Regions from separate parts of the Mus musculus genome. Here region 2 is linked to region 1. Evidence: chromatin contacts called from public HiChIP or PLAC-seq data. All regions are on one chromosome and are shown on one strand. Each heading gives the region's core, a stretch centred on a gene start, on an enhancer-like site or on the middle of the called end of the contact. The rest is flanking DNA. Distances are from core to core; before and after follow the strand shown. Region 1 overlaps Arnt (aryl hydrocarbon receptor nuclear translocator). Region 2 holds the start of Sf3b4 (splicing factor 3b, subunit 4).

What was found. HiChIP or PLAC-seq counts read pairs in DNA pulled down with a chosen protein or histone mark.
Region 2: a contact with region 1 is called in an H3K4me3 HiChIP or PLAC-seq map of bone marrow-derived macrophages, with 2.7 times the contacts expected there. The contact joins the promoter of Sf3b4 here to the enhancer-like site in region 1. A contact is called at or near these places in 4 of 39 promoter capture datasets (cranial neural crest, liver and pre-B cells), 2 of 115 datasets of contacts at active chromatin or transcription factors (bone marrow-derived macrophages and embryonic stem cells) and 1 of 9 other capture datasets (pancreatic islet).

The regions. Positions count from the first base shown.
Region 1 is chr3:95,474,933-95,481,834 of GRCm38.p6, forward strand. It overlaps Arnt (aryl hydrocarbon receptor nuclear translocator), which reads left to right. Exons shown (of 22, transcript NM_001037737.2): 8 at 1,148-1,250; 9 at 5,263-5,328; 10 at 5,822-5,907. Among named protein-coding and RNA genes, the nearest start is that of Ctsk, 21 kb to the right of the region's middle. Within about 2 kb of position 4,474, at least 4 of the 459 cell types and tissues checked have an H3K27ac peak or open chromatin away from gene starts, as enhancers often do. A contact at or near this core is called in bone marrow-derived macrophages, where this site is marked.
Region 2 is chr3:96,169,752-96,176,653 of GRCm38.p6, forward strand. It overlaps Sf3b4 (splicing factor 3b, subunit 4), which reads left to right and starts at 2,755. Exons shown (of 6, transcript NM_153053.4): 1 at 2,755-2,856; 2 at 3,220-3,348; 3 at 3,790-4,332; 4 at 4,572-4,778; 5 at 6,884-6,902. The coding sequence starts at 2,823. It overlaps Mtmr11 (myotubularin related protein 11), which reads left to right. Exons shown (of 17, transcript NM_181409.3): 15 at 56-238; 16 at 602-895; 17 at 1,335-1,967. The coding sequence ends at 1,481. Gm22027 (a small nucleolar RNA gene) reads left to right here and starts at 6,610; the gene lies at 6,610-6,736.

The DNA.
Region 1 (6,902 bases), core at 3,224-5,723:
GTTTTTAATTCACGTGCAAAATATCCACTCTGTAGCTTATTCTTAGAAAATATTTCATCAGTGCTTGTGTTCTTATAAAAGCTCATTTCTATCTTAATAATATCTTAAAATAGGATGGAGAGGCTGTTGGTTAGTGTATAAGGGACTTGTTTGTTGTCACTGTATCTCTATTAGGTCATTTCCCCTCCACCAGTAGGTGAGACTCAGTCCTTTACCATCGTTTGGAGAATAAGTGCCACCTGTTCTCAGCAACTGTACAGGAAGTAACAAAATGGAAACAAATAACTAGGAGTTAAAATAGGAGAAACTAGGGCTGGAGAGGTGGCTTAGTGGTTAAGAGCACTGACTGCTTTTTCAGAGGTCTTGAGTTCAATTCTCAGCATGGTGAGATGGTGGCTCACAACCATCTGTAATGAGATCTGATGCCTTCCTCTGGTGTGTCTGAAGATACTACAATGTACTCATAAACATGAAATAAATAAATAAGTCTAAAAAATTTAAAAGAAAAAGAAACTCCAATATCTTTGCAGTGGGAATGTTCATATTAATGTTGTTTGTTTGTTTGTTTGTTTGTTTTCCCCCTCTTTTGTGATTTTGTACATTTCATTTCTATAATTTTCCTTTTCCCCAAATGTTACTTACATTTTTAAAAAAATAAATAAAGGAGAGAGACTGTTTTGTTTTTGGACACATGCATGTTTCTTAGCATGTAAAATTACTTGTTTTTAAACCAGACACTGTCCCTACCCGAAGCGTGACGATAGTTAGTGACTGGCCTAATGGCTCGGTGGTGAAGGAGCATGCCACGTAAGCCCAGCAGTCTACGCTCAGTCTGCAGACTGCATAACAGTGGAAGCAGTGACAGCTCCACATAGTTGTCTTCTGACCTCCACATACAGGAGTGGGCTCACATGCACAATAGTTCTAGTAGTTTCCACTCCTGCTTTACTCAGTTCTTGTGCCGTTTTGGAGCTAATAGTGAGATTCCTAGATGAGGACGCAAGTAGTTTAGGCTTCAAGAATAAAGCATCTCTGTCATAAACACGGAATCTGGAAGGCTTGGCTGGACCCAAGCTTTGCCGCGGTGTCTCCTTCCTTTCCCATCCACAAGAAGTAACTTGAGATTGCTCTCTACCTCCTTGACCAGGGCGGGTCCTGGATCTGAAGACTGGAACAGTGAAAAAGGAAGGCCAGCAGTCTTCCATGAGGATGTGCATGGGCTCACGAAGGTCGTTCATCTGCCGCATGAGGTGTGGTGCTTGGGATTGTGTTGGGTGGGAATAAGAGCAGCTAAGGCTTCCATTTCTGTCAGAGGCATTAGTTAGTATCTAGTATCTAGAGCTACGTTCCTTGCCACAGTTGGATTACATTTAACTTTCAAGAACCAGTTGTTTTACCATACTTATAATATGTAAGAGAATAACAGTGAATTACAGTTAAGGCACAGTTGGTAGGTCCTTTGTGTTGACTTCTTACTTCTGTCTTAGCTTCACTACTGTTCATAGGGTAAGAGTCAACGTTCATTATTTTGTTCAGGGGCTAGAGAGATGGCTCAGCAGTTAAGAGCACCTTTTGCTCTTCCAGACGACCTCAGTTTGAATTCCAACACCACATGGCAGCTCACAACATCTGTAACTCCAGTTCCAGGGGAATCTGATTTCTCTCTTCTCGATTCTGTGGGCATCAGGCATGCATGTGGTGCACAGTCATGCAGGCAAAAACCCATACGCATTAAAAATGTTTTAACTGGATTTAAGATGTGGGAGAGTTGTCTTACTAGTTAAGAGCACTTGTTTTGTTCGTCTAAAGGACTTAGGTTTCTTTTGTAGTACCCATGTGGTGGCTCACAGCCACTTGTGGCTCCAGTTCTAAGGGGTCTGATATCCTCTTGGGCCAGCAGGCCATATACATGGTGCATATATTTGCATGCAGGCAAAACATTCATACACATAAAATAAAAATAAATCTTTTTTTCCTTTTTAAAGTGAATGCAGAAATTGGAGAGATAGCCCAGTACTAAGTGTGTGATGCACAAACATGAAGAACCTGAGCTCAATCCCCAGCACCTATGGAAAGTTAGATAGTCCCATTTCTGGAGAGGCCTAGCCAAATTAATGAGCCTCAGGTCCTAGTGAGAGACCCTGTCTCAAAATTCAGGGTAGGAGGGGCTGGAGAGATGGCTCAGCAGTTAAGAATAATAGCTGCTCTTCCAGAGGACTGGCTCAATTCCCAGCATCTGCATGGTTGCTCACAGCCATCTATGACCCCAGTTCCAGGGCATCGGATACCTTTTTCTGGTTCCTGTGTATCCAGGCGTGCACGTAATGCACTTAGAGACAGGTAGAGCATTAATACACATTTCAAAAGAATTACGATGGAGAGCTCTTGAGGAACTACATGTGAGGCTTGTCTCTGGCCTCCGCATGCCTGTGCGTGTACAGCATGAACATATACATACATATACATGGATCAAGAAACCGGCTGCAGAGATGGCTATGCAGGGATAAGAGATTATATTGCTCTTGCAGAGGACTAGCTGGGGTTAGTTTCCCAGCATTCTTATCAGATAGCTTGTAACCATCTGTGCTTCTAGCTGCAAGGAGATTCAAAGCCTCCAGCCTCCACAGGTAGCTCAACATGCACATACTCCCCTCCTTTTCCATGCATACAGCTAAATAAAATAAATCTTACAAAACAGAACAGATGTGCTAGAAAGATGGCTCATCAGTTAAGGGCCCTAACTGCTCTTCTAGAAGTCCTGGGTTCAAATCCCATCACCTAATGGCAGCTCGAAACTGTAACTACAAGATCTGACGCTTTGACACTGACATACATGCAGGCAAAACACCAATGCATATAAAGTAAAAACAATAGACAAACCGAGTGTGACATTGCTTGTCTTAAATCATAGTGCTCAGGAGGCAGAGGCCGGCATATGTGAGTGAAGCATTAGGTTCTCGAGATCACGAGACTGATAGAGAATCTTGTTTTAGTTCATAGCAGCAGAACTCCACCATTGATGTGTATTCAGACTTAAAACTCAAGACTGACCTGCTTCATCATCCAAGTGCTGAGATTATAGGCGGTTTTTGTTTGTTTTGTTTTTCAGATTAAAAAAAATTATGTGTGCATGATATATGTGGATGTGGACTCGTGTGTGGTGTTTGGGGTGCAAGTTGTTGGTTCTTTCCTACAACACTGTGGGTTGAGGTAATCAAATTTAGGTCATGAGGCTTGTCACAAGCACCTTTACCTGATGGCCAATCTCCCTGGCTACGTTAAAAAAAAAAAAAAAAAAAAAGAGTTTCTGGCAGAGGTACAAAATTGACTATTCCATAGTTTAATAGTTTAGAGGAGCCGCTGGAATCAGGCTACTCTGGTTTATTTTGAGGGGGTGGGGTCTTATTATGTTGTCCAGGCTCATTTAAAGATCCTCGGCTCAAGTTATCCTCCATTTGAGTTTCCTAAGTAGCTTGGGTCTACAGAAGGTATATCACTGTAGTTGACTGAATGTTGGTATTTGTTTAGGGATGGGGTCTCACTGTGTACCCCTGGCTGTTCTAGAATTGGCTATGTAGGACAGGCTGACCTTGAAATCACAGAGACCTGTCTGACTGCCTCCCAAGTAAGTTGTTTGAATCCATAGTATTCCCTGGATTTGAATTCTAATTTGATACTATAAGACTTGTGTTGCTTTGATGTCATCATCCACTATTGGAGGTGAGACTGTCAAACGTAAAACATTGTTATCAGGATTAGCTCGATTGATAGTATGAAAATACTTTAAAAAGAACGTTGAGGCAGGAGGATTCCTACAAGGCCAGTATGGCCTATATAGCAAGTTCTGGATCTCCTGGGCTATATAGTGAAACCTTGTCTCAAACAATCAATCTAGATTTGGTGGTGCATGCCTGTAATCCCAGAACCTTGGAGGCTAAGGTAGGAAGATCATGAATTCCAGGCTAGAATGAACTACATAGTAAGACCTTATCTCTAAAAAAAAAAAAAAAATAGAGAAAGAATAGAAGTAGGATTGGAGGGCGTATCTTGTGGACATGGTAAGCCTGGAGTAAGGTGAATAATAATGAAATATAGCACACAGAGATGATATGCTTAGAGCAGAAGTCAGAGAACAGAAGTTCTTATTTGTGACTAAAGCTTCATTGCACCATAGCTCTTCCTGTGTGAACACTTGTCATCTTTGGCTGCTTTTATGCTTGATTGCTCAGAATTGTCTAGTTAAAAGACTGTGTGACCATCAGACTAAAACCACTTACTGTCTAGTCATTCACAGAAAACAGTAAAACAGTCACCAACTCCTGATGTAAAAAGATGGCATTTGAAGAGTGTATGCAATTGTTTTAGTTGGAGTTTTAGGCCAATTAAAAGTTTTAAAGGAGTCCAAACCTTTCATCTTTGCTCCTCTTGAGGCTAAGGAAAGAGGATCTCAATCAAGATCAAGGCCAGTGTGGGCAACTTGGTGAGCTCCAGTCCAAAGTTAGGGAAATAAAACATAAAAGGAGGACTTACTGCTCGGAGGCCAGAGGCTCGCCTGGCAAGCACAGAAACAGCTCAATACTCAGTTTTTAAGTAATCTACTAACTCTGTTGGCCTGGTGGTACTTTCTATATCTCATTACTTGGGACTTAAAGGCAAGCAGACAGTTTGTGTTCATTCTGTGTTGTATGAGATCCTGTTTCAAAAAGTGGTCTGGGTTGGAAACCAGAGATAGATAGCTTAGTGTAAGGAAACTTGGCAGAAAGCCTGATAATACACGGTTGATTACTGGAACCTACATAGGGCATGCACAGAGACAGAGACAGAGAGAGAGACCGACAGACAGACAGACAGACAGACAGACAGACAGACAGACAGACAGACACACAATCAGCCAGGGTCGGGAATATAATATGGCTTGGTTGGTAGAGTGCTTGTCTAAAATGCATGGAGTCATGGGTTCAATACCTAACACCGACTGGTATGTTGATACCTGCCTGTAGTGCCATCACTCAGGTGCTGTTGATCAAAGGGTCAGAAGTTCAAGGTCTTCCCTGGCCACATAGAAAGTTTCAAACCAGCCTAAGCCTGAAGGTGCTGCCTCAAATTAAACAAAACAACAAGCAAACAAAATAATAGAAGGTTTTTCCATCTCAGCCTGACTTTTCTTGTTACTTACTAGTTTTCAGTGTGTAGTTGGATCTTCTTATTCTGTTGTTACTGTTTCCCATAGCCCAGCAATTTGCATCTTCTGTTTGTTGACAGGTGTGGTACTAGCTCCGTGGACCCTGTTTCCATGAATAGACTGAGCTTTTTGAGGAACAGATGCAGGTAAGATCTTAGGCAGTGGAGATCAAGAGATGGGATTTTTACCTTCTCTACTGGCTCTCACCTTCTTTTACCTCACGGTCACTTACCGTCTCACAATGTGTTTCTGAACTTACTGAATAGATCAATCCATCCATCAATTGATTGACTGATTGGTTTTTCTGTGACAGGGTTTCTCTGTGTAGCCCTGGCTGTCCTGAAACTTAATCTGTAGACCAGGCTGGTCTTGAACTCAGAGATCTTGAGTGCTGGGATCAAAGGCATGCACCACCCTGCCTGTATTGTTTCTGAACTTTAAAAGCTTCTCTTGTTCAAGGAAGTTGCTTACTATGTTACCTATTTTTCTTGTGTGTTTTATTTCAACAAGGGCTGGTGCAGCATCCACACACGTACCAGTAATAAATGGATAAATAAATAAATAAATAAATAAATAAATGCTTTTAAAACACAGGTTTCCTTTGTAGAATTTCACCCCGGATTCCTATACCTTTTCTAGGAATGGGCTTGGCTCTGTGAAGGAAGGAGAACCTCACTTTGTGGTAGTCCACTGCACAGGCTACATCAAGGCCTGGCCACCAGCAGGTAGGGAAAATATACAGTAATTTCTCTCTGGTATATTTGGTTACATAAACAATTGGCAATATGTTACTAACAGTTAGCAATACTATGTACCCCTTTATGAAATGTGCTTAAGAATAATTCAAAAGATAGATAGACAAATAAAACAGACTCCCTCTCATCTGTTACCAATGTTATAGTCTATTTGAGCATATGGATTACTAAAACATAAAAATGACTCAATATTAGCTTTATTACAAAATGCTGTAGGTTTGTTTTCGAAGCAGGTTTCTCTGTAGCCCTGGCTGCTTTGGAGCTGACTTTGTAGACCAAGCCTCATTTCCACTGCCTCTGTCTCCCCAGAGCTGGATTAACTAAAGCCTACACCACAACTGCTCAACCTTTTTTTTTTTTTTTTTTTTTTTAAATGTTTTATTGGGAGCTGGAAAGAGGGCTCAGCAGCAGTTAAGAACACTTACTGCTCTTGCAGAAAATCTGGGTTCAGTTCTCAGAACCCACATGTTGGCTTAAAACTGCCTATAACTCCAGTTTCTTGTGATCTGTCACTCTCTTCTGGCCTCTGCAGGTTCCTGTACTTATATTGTGTCCATAAATTCACACAGGCAAATACACAAAAACAAATGTATTACTGATGCTTATCCCTATATTTATAGTAGATAATATCATATGTAAAGTAGATACTTTTCATCTCTGGCCTGGAACTCCTATTTTCAGCAATTTTCTCTTCAATACCTTCTCTGGGAATTGCAAGCATGAGCTGCTGTAGTTGGTGTAGAATTCAGTTATTAGTGCTAAGAATATAGCTCAGTAATAGAGTACTTGCCAGGTTTATGTCAGGACCAAAACAACAGAACAAAACAAGCCAGTGTGTGGTTTAAAATAATTCTCAAGTATAATAGTAGTATACACTGAATACTGTGTCTTTAAGTAGCTGTGGCAAAACAAACAAACAAAAAAAAAACCACTGGAGTTTTATTTTATTTTTTGGGTCTTAGTGT
Region 2 (6,902 bases), core at 1,505-4,004, 690 kb after region 1:
AACCAATCCTGAGCTCAAAGCACCCATCACCCGTTTCTTTGTTTCCTCTATTTAGTTCAACTCGTACACACAAGTTTACACCCCTGAGTACTCCCAGCCCCTAGCTGGAAGCTCTGCTAACTTACATCTGTCTGTCTGGGACTGGGATTTACGCTACAGCAAGGAACAGATATCACAGTTCCTTAATCCTGGCTACGATCCGGAGCATTGCCCAGACAGCAGGTTCTCTAGACAGCAGGTAAGATACCTACACTTCAACTCCCTTGACTCTCTCAGGTTCCCACTACTAGATGAGAATGACAGGATATCCGAGTCCCTCAGAGAAAGACACCACTATCTTTTATAGCTGTCACTTGCAGCCAGCCTTCAGCAAGACAGTTGTTCTAGAATAGCAGACAATGTTCTTTTGATATTCATTTTGGTTCATGTCCATATATTATACGTTTCTCTAAAATCAACCCAGTAAGCCCAAAACCCTAGTCTGCTGAGGAGAAGGGAGGTCAGAGGGAGGGGGCCGCAGTTTGTCACTGGAACAATGAGTCAGGGGCAGCTAGGTATCCCTTCCCACTTCTCAGTTGTCTGTTGACTTCTTCTCTTTTAGCAAAGCCTCATGGTTCCTGGACCCCCTAGTTCTATGTGGCTGTTCTCTAGAGGGACCCTGACCCCACTGAATCAGCTCTGTCCTTGGCAAGACAGCTCCTCCTTGCTGGCAGTCTCTTCTCATTGGCTCCCTCGACCTGCCAGATCCTCCGAAAGCCTAGCTGACCAGGAATGGGGGCTCCCCTCACATTGGGGAGCTTGCCCTTTACCTCCCGGGCTACTGCTGCCTGGATATCTGGGACCACAGATCAGGTTCTGGAAACGCTGTTACCTGAGGGGCAGGCCTGAGGTCCAGGTGAGAAGGGAAGACAGACTGGATGGGGGAGAATGAGCTGGAAAGGCAAAGGGCTGGAGGAACTGGGGAGTAGCATTGCATTTTTCAAACTGGGCCCACTTGGGATAGGAGATGGTGAGAAAACTGCCTGTGGCTTGGATCATGTAGAATCTAGAGCACTGTTAGAAGGGAAAGATCACTTAAGACTCTAGAAGTACCAAGGATCTTAGTAGAAAAATAGCCGGGTAGTTGTGGCGCATACCTTTTAATCCTAGATCTCAGGAGGCAGAGGCAAGTGGATCTCTGAGTTTGAGCTAGTTCCAGAACAGACAGGGCTACACAGAGAAACCCAACTGGAAAAACAAAACAAACAAAACAAAAAACAGAAAAGGGGGAAAAAAAAGGAACCAGGAAGCAAGCCCTGTAACAGTCTTCCTCTGTGCGCTTTGCCCCTCCCCAGATGGGCTCCTCAGCTCTCACAGTCTCTGCCCTTCAGGATGAGCTTTCTCACCTTCAGGAACTGTTAAGACAATGGACACCAAGAATATCTCCCGAGGACCAGAGCAAGAAAAGAGATCCGAATACCATCCTCTCTCAGATCTGCTGAAACTGTTTGTTAGCGTCGTTCTCAGAGGCAGGGCAGGGGTCTCTGCTCATCTTCCTGTCTGACCTTGACGCCTCAGCTTTGGCATTCCAGTCTGCAGAGTTCACTTAGAAGGCCCGTTTCTGTAGCAGATGGTGGCGCTACCAACCTAAAGGTCTCCCGATTTGTTTGATTTCTGGGGCTATTTTCATTTCTTGTGATTTGAAAACTAAGAAACAAGACCAGTTCAGAATGTGATTGCCCCTTTTCCCAGGCAATTCTGTACCTTTTGGATGGCCGTCAAAACTGTGACATGAGAGACCCTTTTCATCAGTCCCAACAATGATGTCCTAGAGACCTCATTCGCAACCTCTCTACACTACTTTGAAATCTTTTCTTAGTCTTCTGTGGGAACGAGGTGAATAAGGGAGAAACCGTCTCCTCCCACTGTATATTTTCATAGCAGCGTTTCTATTTAAGGAGTTCATTAAAGCACAGTATTTCTACACATTGCTGGTATTTTCTTGTGTTGAATGAAGATCTCAGCAAAGCCGTGGGGGTGGAGGGGAGGGTGTGAACTGAGAAAAACACCCAAATTATTGTAAGGAAATAAAGGATCCAAGTCAGGCGTGGCCTGGAAGAAATACACATAAAATATGGGGGAAGGGGTCCGCACACCTTTTTTGAGACATGGTCTCTATGTGTCTATTAGGCCAGCTGGAACTCTGTTTTTTGAGACAGGTTTTCTGTGTGGCCATGGCTGTCCTGGAACTCGTTCTGTAGACCTGGCTGGCCTTTAACTCAAGAGATCCATGTCTGCTCCTTAAAGCTTCGATACCAGCCCGCAACCCAACCCGGTTTCGTGTCCCAGATTTCCCAAGATAAGCGGAGATTTGACACTTAGGGGAAAACAAAATACCTCAGGCTCAAGTCTAGGCCGAGGGCGAGTCTGCACGAGCGTCGTGGACCTCACTAAATAATAGGTCGCTCCAGAAGGCAGTCCTGGCCCTGCACTTAGGACACAACTCTGCGTCACAGAACGTACAAAGCCTGGTTTTGCACTTGAATGTGCGTTTGGGGAGCCGTGTGAGCCTCTAACAGTCTGGAAGCATCCGGGGCTTTAGTTAACTGTGTCGAGACGGGCTGAGCACATCCGTTCCGCCCCGACTACAGCAGCAGCCCTAGAGCGCCTTTCCCTTCCGAAAGACAAGACTCCGACCCCTAAGATGGCCGCGATCGCTTCCGGCTCCTCCCCCCCCCCCCGGCGCCGGCCCCGCCCAACGTGAGCCTTGGCCCGGAAGTGGAAGTTGTAACTGAGGTCAGGGGGCGGTGCTGCTGCTTAGAGACGGCGGGAGCCCCTTCGCCATGGCTGCCGGACCGATCTCCGAACGGAATCAGGGTAATTGGGAGAGAAGAGCCCAAGATAGGAGCAGGGAAGTGGAGGGAAGATTAGTGCCGGAAGCGTTCCCCCTGGGGTGGTAGACGAGATCCCCCCCGGTGGGACACCGACCTCTGGGCACCTGGCTGGCCGCGAGGCCGGGTGCAGGCCGAGGCCTGTGAGAAGCGATGCTTCTAGATCAGCTCCCTCCACCAAGAAGACAAAAGCCTCCCGGGAGTACCGGACCAGCAAGAATGCCAAATTAGACGTAGCAGATTTTCTAGATGATGGTGGCAGAGGGAATTTCAGGGCTTTAGGCGACGGTTTTTGGTTTTTGTCTTCTTTTTCACTGCCGACTCCTCATCGCCTGCTTCTTCCCTTTAGATGCCACGGTGTACGTGGGCGGTCTGGACGAGAAAGTGAGTGAGCCGCTGCTGTGGGAGCTCTTTCTCCAGGCAGGGCCAGTGGTCAACACCCACATGCCCAAGGACAGAGTCACTGGCCAGCACCAGGGTGAGTAGGGTACGGGGCAGGAATCAGCCCTGGAGAGGGTTAACCGGCCCCGAAGAGGCTCAGCCGCTAGGCACAGCGCCTTTGGAATGAGCAACCTAAAGATTGCTTTCTCCTTCAGCTTCAATTCCCAGTTTCTGGAATATTTTCTCTTAGCTCTAGTTTCTGGAACCATTCTCAACCATTCTCTGTGTAGTCCTGGCTGTCCTAGATCTTGCTCTGTAGACCAGGCTGGTCACGATCTTTGAGCTCCACCTGCCTCTGCTACGAAGTGGTGGCATTAAAAGCACGTGCACGTGCAGTCGCCCAGCTATTATCTATTATGTTCTTTGTGTTTGAAGGCTGGGGAGTTAATGTTTCATTTTGAGTCTCTTCCCCTGAATGATGGGTTTTTTTTGTTTGTTTGTTTTTTGTTTTGTTTTGTTTTTTTCATTGATTCCCCAGGCTATGGCTTTGTTGAATTCCTGAGCGAGGAAGATGCCGACTATGCCATTAAGATTATGAACATGATCAAACTCTATGGAAAGCCAATACGGGTGAACAAGGCCTCAGCTCACAACAAAAACCTGGATGTGGGAGCCAACATTTTCATTGGAAATCTGGACCCAGAAATTGATGAAAAGCTGCTTTACGATACTTTCAGCGCCTTTGGAGTCATCCTACAGACCCCCAAGATCATGCGGGACCCTGACACAGGCAACTCCAAGGGTTACGCCTTCATTAATTTTGCCTCCTTCGATGCTTCGGATGCAGCAATTGAGGCCATGAACGGGCAGTACCTGTGTAACCGTCCTATCACTGTGTCTTATGCCTTCAAGAAGGACTCTAAGGGTGAACGCCATGGCTCAGCAGCTGAAAGACTCCTGGCAGCCCAGAACCCGCTGTCCCAGGCTGACCGCCCTCACCAGCTGTTTGCCGATGCACCCCCTCCGCCCTCTGCCCCCAATCCCGTGGTTTCATCCCTGGGTTCTGGGCTTCCTCCACCAGGTACAGCTTGGAGTTCAGACTGTGCCAGTGAGGCTCTTGGGAGGGAGGCTCAGGAGGCAGAAGCAGCCCTGGTAGAGTAAGCTGCTAAGTTGTTGGGCAGTGAGACAGGAGTGAGGCGTGCTGGTGGAAGGGATGAAGTTGGCGGATGAAGTTGGCAGATGGAGTGAAGCTGAAGGGAAGCCTGCAGGGGGGAGGCTGGAGCTCTGCAAGACATTAACTGTCTTCCATTTCTTACACAGGCATGCCGCCTCCTGGCTCTTTTCCACCTCCAGTGCCACCTCCTGGGGCCCTCCCTCCTGGGATTCCCCCAGCCATGCCCCCACCACCTATGCCACCTGGGGCTGGAGGACATGGCCCCCCAGCAGCAGGGACTCCAGGGGCTGGACATCCCGGTCACGGACACTCACATCCTCACCCGTTCCCACCAGGTGGGATGCCCCATCCAGGTAAGGGCTCTGTGCTGGGAAGGAGCTGAGCTTGTGAGAGGGGCTTTCTTACTGTCTGTCCTGGTAGTCTTGGATGAAAATAGTCCAGAGTCCTCCTTTTCTTCAGAAACAGACAGTACTTTGTACGTGTTGGTGCTCCTGTTTTATCTCCAGTTCTTGTATTTCCTAAAGGATAGCTTGTACTGGGCAAAACTCTCAACCTCTCCTCTGCTTCCAAGGTTGCCAAATCTAGAAGACATTTCTGCTTTTGGCTTTTTGAGAAACGGGTTCTCTGTGTAGCTGGCAGTGTCAAACTCAGAGATCCTCTTGCCTCTGCCTCCCAAGTGCTGGGACTAAAGGCGTGCGTGTTTCTAGATTTCTCTAATGTCAACCATAGCAACCTGGATCGGCTCCTTTTTTTATGTTTGTGTAGATTTTTTGCTTGTTTCTCTTTTCTTTGTTTCTCTGTAGTGTTAAATGTGAAGGTGCTAATTTACCATTGGTCTCTGGTCTTAGGTTCTTGGCAGGCTAGAAAAGGCCACTGCTCAACCCACACTTAACTTTCCTCTTTCTGACACCATCTTCAGTAGTTCTCACTTGTAGGAGCCCAGTTTACAACTCTGGGGCTTTGTCTGTTCTGTCCTCCACTTTGCAGAGCAAGTCTAGCTTATGTTTTTGTCATTGGTCACAAGCCAGTGCTCAGACTGCACTCACTTCCTGTCACTGACTCAGGGACTCATCTACTTTCACTGAGTAACTTTTCCAGGGTATTCACAGACATTTTCTTCTTCTTTTGTTTTTTTTTTGTTTTTTTGTTTTTTGAGACAGGGTTTCTCTGTGTAGCCCTGGCTGTCCTGGAATTCTCTTTTGACCTTGAACTCAGAAATCCACCTGCCTCTGCCTCCCGAGTGCTGGGATTAACGCGTGCGCTACCACGCCCAGCTCAGACATTTCCTTAAAATTCTTCTGTTGCCTTTACTTACAGAAGAAAACCTGGTCTCACTGCTGGCGCTCAGGGTCCTCTTGGTTGGCCTAACTTACAGGCATTGTCATGTTTACTGTTTGGTGTTCACACATGCCAAACTTTCTGCTTGGAGCAGTTGACATCCACTCTCTTGTCTTCTTTTTTTTTTTTTTTTTTTTTTAAGATTTATTTGTTTGTTTGTTTGTTTATTATATATAAGTACACTGTAGCTGACTTCAGACACACCAGAAGAGGGCATCAGATCTCATTACGGGTGGTTGTGAGCCACCATGTGGTTGCTGGGATTTGAACTTCGGACCTTCTGAAGAGCAGTCGGGTTCTCTTACCCACTGAGCCATCTCACCAGCCCTCTCTTGTCTTCTTAAGGACTTGTTTTTGAATACAGTGTAGCCCTGGCTAGCCTGGAACTCTGTAGACTAGGCTAGCTAACTCACACAGATCCACATGCTTCTGCCTCCCTAGTGCTGGGATTAAAAGTGGGCACTCCATGGCAGGCTAAAATTTTCTTTTCTTTTTTTTATAATTTAGCGGGTTTTGTAAATTTTGTTTTGTTTTGTTTTGTTTTGTTTTTTTTGAACCAAAGTCTCCTGTGCCCCAGGCTGGTCTCAACTTGCTAGGTATGTAGTTAGCTACTACTAATCTTTCTGCCTCTACCTTTAGCGTTCTGGGCAATTCAGATATGTGCTACCAGGTCAGATATGTGCTACCAGGCCTGCTCTTCCTAAGGCGTTCTTACTGGCCTTTTAGAATTAAGTCATTGCACGGGCATATAATTTCCACCCAAGTCCTGTCCTACACAGAGCAAAAATTCTGCTTGTTTTATCCTTGGCTGTCACCATCTCTCTGTTTAAGTCAGAAGGAAAGTGAATGCACATTTCATTGTCTTTTTTCTTCACATCAAGAGAAAAGATATTTCTGATGTGCTAAATAAACCTGGGGGAATATTAGCAGCATGGCTACTTTAGCCAGTGCTGTCAGTCACCTTCAGACAGATTGCCTGAGCACGTGGCACTGGCTGGGCTTTACTGTAGGAAGGGTTAAGAATGGTGTCACTGTGTTTAAGTCATCATTGTGCACTCTTCTGTTTTCTTTGCTTTGGTTTCCTTTTTTGTCACTGTCTCCTTGTGTGGTTTATCCATAGGGATGTCCCAGATGCAGCT